2 separate regions of the Zea mays genome follow, and region 1 is linked to region 2. The links are chromatin contacts, called in public Hi-C maps. All regions are on one chromosome and are shown on one strand. Each heading gives the region's core, a stretch centred on a gene start, on an enhancer-like site or on the middle of the called end of the contact. The rest is flanking DNA. Distances are from core to core; before and after follow the strand shown. Region 1 holds the start of LOC103650575 (histone H3.2). Region 2 has its middle 88 kb from the start of LOC100283794.

Region 1 (2,820 bases), core at 113-2,612, 780 kb after region 2:
AGCAACTCCTCCGGGCCCAGCTTGTCGCCATTACTGTCTGATAAGGTACTCCGCGTGCTAAACCTTTGCCTGCAGCGTCCGGCGAGCAAATGCCTGTCTTCAAGGAGCAAGTCTTATAATTGTTACTGGTAGTAGTAATTAAGTGAACAGTATGTACCTAAAAAGTTAAAAATATGACTTGCTGAGAAACCAAGCAAAAACAAATTGAAGCAGATCGTGTAACAGATGTCGATGTCATTACAAGCAGGATTCAGAGAAAAACAAGACATGTGAAATCAATGCTAAACACCATGGGATTCCAGGACAAAGACAGAAAACATGTAGATAGAGCAGATCACATCCATTACATTTTTTTCAGAACTGCTAATCATAATCCTCCGTTAACATCAGCACATAGCAAGAAGCTACCTCTTGAAAACAACAACGCACACCTATAACACAACCATGACGTGCTAAACTAAGCACCTCCATCAGTAGCGAGCAGGCGCCGCAACCGAACCGCCTAGGCGCGCTCGCCGCGGATGCGGCGCGCGAGCTGGATGTCCTTGGGCATGATGGTGACGCGCTTGGCGTGGATGGCACAGAGGTTGGTGTCCTCGAAGAGGCCCACCAGGTAGGCCTCGGCGGCCTCCTGCAGCGCGGCGACGGCGGAGGACTGGAACCGGAGGTCCGTCTTGAAGTCCTGCGCGATCTCGCGGACCAGACGCTGGAACGGGAGCTTGCGGATCAGCAACTCCGTGCTCTTCTGGTACTTGCGGATCTCGCGCAGCGCGACGGTGCCCGGGCGGAAGCGGTGCGGCTTCTTCACGCCGCCCGTCGCCGGCGCCGACTTGCGCGCCGCCTTCGTCGCCAGCTGCTTCCGCGGCGCCTTGCCGCCCGTCGACTTGCGCGCCGTCTGCTTCGTGCGGGCCATCGGGGAAGGCTGGGGACAGGGAGGCCGAGGAGGCTTTGCTCTGTTCTGGGGTTCGGAGTTCGGACGGGGCGTGGGGCTCTGGCTTCGCGGTGGCCGGTGAGGAGTTGCGGGCAGGCGGGAAGGGGTTAAAGTAGGAGGCGGCGGGTGGATTTGGTGCTGCGCGCGCGGAGGGTTGGGAATTTGGCCGTGCGCGGGAGGAGGGAGGAGAAGGGAGGGTGGGATGCGCGCCGTTCGATTGCGTTTGAACGAAGGGTGGAGATTGGTTTTAGAGGGGTCACGCGGATACCGATCCGTGGGTGGTGAGCGCGGCCATTGGCGGAGCGCCATCTGGCAGCCACCTGAGGCCAATAGTCACACATACAGTACTGCCGCATCATAGTTTGTTTGGCGCTACGGGACATTCCTTTCCCTCCATGGAAGATGGAACGGCATTGCACTTGCGGTGCGGAAATCAACTTTTTATGGCTAGTTTGGAAGAAGGGGGTAGAGAGAAAATTAGAGGGCTAAGAGCATCTCCAAGAGACTAGCTAAATAGCTTGTCAAGGTAAATTTTTGCTACTTAACAGTAAAATAGTTCTCCAACAGACTAGCCATTTAACATGCCAAGCTATCCGGCTCTCTAAATTGATTCCTTCACTAGCCAAATTTGGCCAGCAACTCTCGCTAGCCAAGTTAATTTGTATGTTGAAGAGTCTGTTGGAATGTGATGTTATATATACAGTTTAATCTTTATGGAGAGACAAATAAAGAGTCAAATAGAGAGTAAAAAATAAAGAATCTCTTGGAGATGCTCTAACATCTTTTTTATTATCTTAATAGCAAAATATTTTGGCAGCTTAGGAAACGGAGAAATGTTGTGGTGTTCCGCGGGGAAAGATCACCACTTGCAACAACCATGCTGTTGTGCCGCTCTGAAGCTGAATTATGGAGATCCAGGCTACGACATGAGGACTACCAGATCGTGGCTGCCTGGTGTCGTGCTTTGTATGTAACATAGCGTAACCACATCGATGTAACCTAACCCCCCCTATGTACTAACAAAGGCGTTTTGGCCACAAAAAGTAATGCAATTCAGGTGGGGATCCTATCCCCCGGTGACATTCAAAAAAAATAGCAAAATATTTTGGTCCTTTCAATTCTCTCCATTTCTCGTCTCCCAAACTAGCCCTCCCCATACGAGACGGTGCTTTCTTGTTACATGTCTATTCCAACGCCGCCGCAGGAAAGAATAAAATTGAAACGGGGACGAACTTTTGTTTTGCGAGAGAAAACTAAAGTCATATGTTATGTAACCACTGACATGATTGATAATTTTCATGCAACTTCATGAAAGGTATGAAAGTTGTGTTTTTTAAGCACCCTATGAGGAGTTTCAAAAATTTTATGAAATTGGTCTTTAGTTTCAATTTTTTAAAAACTAGAGCGGCTAGACCTGTTTGGATGAAAGAAGTTGGAACGTACCTGGATCATATATTTCTCATCTCGTGACTCTACGCGCACAGAGCAAAGAGAGGGCAGGTGCCTCCGAAGCCCTTGCCGTTCGAGACCTTGCACGGGGGATTGAGATCTGGATCACCAGAGCGCATGGGAGGGTATGACCAGTTTATTTTCCTTACTGTTTTACGTTCTGCAGATTATATATGTTTCATATATTCATCTGTTCTATTTTATATGTAGCTGTTGGGACCATGCTTCGTCGCCGAAGGTCCTGTGGAAAGAAACAGTTTCGGCTGAAGCTGCTCGTACGTGATGCCGAATGTACCATTCATGAAGCTTCGGTATTACAGCATATCTGAAGATGAAGGGTCGAACCGACTTAAAGATAGAATGACCTTTTAGTCCATAAGGGTCTGAGCCATTGTTGTAAATTTTTATGAGGGGCATGATTGTAATTCCTCACAGGCTGT
Region 2 (2,700 bases), core at 28-2,527:
CACGATACTATCGCCATCTCTCCACCCTAGTTTGGGCCAGCCTTTCTAGTATTGGTCTAGACGAGACAAAGCTTACCCATGATGAGACATGTGACCAGCTAAAAGGTTCTAGATCAACAGGCCAACAATCGGAGCGGTCCTTAAATGACACAGACGGGCGAATTTTACAGCTCAACGTGCGGTCTCATTTTAAACTATTTCTCAAAACATGTACCTATAAAAGTTACCATGCTTGAATGATGAATTCATCAAAGCCTATGATACCTTCATCATCCAAACCCTTTTTCTTTTGTAGAACATGATTCATAGTTCAAAACATTTTTGTTCATAATCTATAACCATAACTAAGCATTTATAAACTTTGTAAAATTGGTGTCAAGGATGGTAATCAATATTCCAAGGAGAAGTCATGCAACAAAGGTTTAATCACTCAACTCTTGCATTCTTGAGGAGGAGAGTCAGGCTCTTCTACCAAAATATCGCACCTAGCTATGAAGCCCACATGAGCACCTTCAGGAGGACCCTTAGAAGGACCTTCAGATTGAGGAGCTGATTCCTATTCCACTTCAACTTCCACTTCTTCTAGGTGTTCTACAAGTCAATTACAATTACATGAATGCGTATGTAATGACATGAAATGCAAACTCTCACAAGGGAGAGATGGGGAAGCATAGATACCACTAAAAGAAGCATAAGACAAGTATATATAAATCTACATAACATAAGATTTGATGAAAGCAACCAAACTGAATCTACTATGAAAAACCAGAGAGCTAAACATATTTGAACTTACAAAACCTTTCATACCAACAAACTACATTGTCTAACCCCTTTTAAACATATACTTATACTAAGCATTAAGGATTAAAACTCTACTTTTAGCTAGCATCAGGTTCCTTAGCAAAAAAATTAAAAACAGGTTCAAAATTTAACCAGCCACTCAAATAGACCTTATAAGTTTACCCCCAAAAAATCATAATTTTTAGAACTTGAATTTTATTACTAAAATTCATATAAGCATTCTAAGAGCACATTTTAATTATCTAAAATTTATTATTGGCTTTAAAAATACTAAAACTAATTGTAAAATAATATTAAAAATTTTATTAAGTCAATAAAATTGGTTTCACAATTTTTATATATTTCTATGATATTTGGAACATTTTCCAAGTTGCAGAATAAAAGAAAAGGAAAAACTGTGAATAGAATTGGGCCGAAATCGGCCCACACAGGCCCAGCCACGGAGGAAAATGCGCGCAGCTCGGGAGGTCCACGATTGTGATGCACGGTTTGCACAAAAGCTCTCATAGAAAAATAACTAAATAATCAAGAATCTACACTGTGAACCCTCGACTCCTTTCTATTTATTAAAACACACCCCCAGAGCACTGCCGACGACATCGGCGGCCAGAGAAGCATGGATACGGCGACACGGACCTTGGGAAGACCTTAATCCACCACTACAACATGTCCTAGATCACTACAAACCAGATCCCAGCAAAAGCACGATCAACAGCACTCGGAATAACACGGCATCACCGGAGTTCCAAGTCCAATGAGCCCGCTCGAATCATCCGGTGCGGTAGAGTTCAAAGGAGAGGCACATTGGGAGTAACAATGACTCTCCAAGATCACAATGATCATGCAAATATGGACAGAGAAAATCCAGGTTGGTCGGTCGATGAGAAGGTGACTCACGGTGATGACTAGAGACGGCGAACCCTCGTTCTGATCAAATATGGCAGGTAGATTTCAAATGGAAAGATCAGAGAGCATCTCGGACACATGGTGATCACGGAACATACACGTATTGACCGAGGGATACCTCGAGATGAGCCGGCCTCGATGAGGGGGTCAAAAGGGCCAGCGTGGTCAATTACTTTCAGAAAGAAGTTCGTGTTCAGGCCTTAACAAAGCAACAAGAGGACTGGCCGGTGAGGCTGATGGTTTAACCTAGGAGTAGAGGAAAGGTTAGGCACGGTGAGCAGACCATGGGAGCAACGGGAACATAGCAAGGCTCAGTTTTTGCTTCAAACAGCCATGGCAAGGCACCATAAAGTAGCAGGCTACCTGTGGCTTTGCTGGGACTTAACACAGGTGAAAACACAAGCTAGCACGTTCCACAACTCTACCGCATGACCACCACGTAAGGGCAAAGCACAAGGAGGCAGCAGGGGTGACCAATATCACTGGGTCAGCACACCATCAAGTAGGGCAGGCAGCTGAATCACAGGATCCCCAGTCCTATCCTTGGGCTGTGAACAATCTCAGGTTACCCCCTCCCCAAGGTAGAGCTGTGCTTATCGGCAATTTACCCAGAACCACCTGGAAAAAGGGTAGTGGACTGAGATCTTTCTCAGATATTTGCCACTCAGTTTTCAACTTCATAAGGTCGACTGCAGTCCAAAGTTCAGGGCCCTTGTTCTCACACTTCTAGATAAGGACAGGCCAACACTAACACACCGAACTTGTTCACCATATATAGCTCTCTATGTTTGATATAACATCCCCAAGCCAAAAGTACATGAATCACAAGCTATAGGGCTCCAAAGTCAAGCACATACTCTTAAAACCCACTTTCAGTTGGCTGAAACTGACACAGATTGTAACAGTCTGACAGCCAGAGTTTTAGAGCACTTTACTCCAATTCTTGTACAATACCAAGCACAACTTGCTACAGTTAACTTGCTCACTAACTGT

The links. A called contact is a pair of places that touch in the nucleus more often than the background predicts.
Region 1: a contact with region 2 is called in a Hi-C map of ear, with 3 times the contacts expected there. The contact joins the promoter of LOC103650575 here to the enhancer-like site in region 2. A contact is called at or near these places in 9 of 25 Hi-C or Micro-C datasets (bundle sheath, ear, leaf and 4 more).

The regions. Positions count from the first base shown.
Region 1 is chr3:133,837,052-133,839,871 of Zm-B73-REFERENCE-NAM-5.0, forward strand. LOC103650575 (histone H3.2) reads right to left here and starts at 1,363. Exons shown (of 1, transcript XM_020550309.2): 1 at 197-1,363. The coding sequence starts at 1,240. The coding sequence ends at 503.
Region 2 is chr3:133,054,559-133,057,258 of Zm-B73-REFERENCE-NAM-5.0, forward strand. No RefSeq gene overlaps it. Among protein-coding and RNA genes, the nearest start is that of LOC100283794, 88 kb to the right of the region's middle. Within about 2 kb of position 1,278, at least 8 of the 20 cell types and tissues checked have an H3K27ac peak or open chromatin away from gene starts, as enhancers often do. A contact at or near this core is called in ear, leaf and leaf mesophyll, where this site is marked.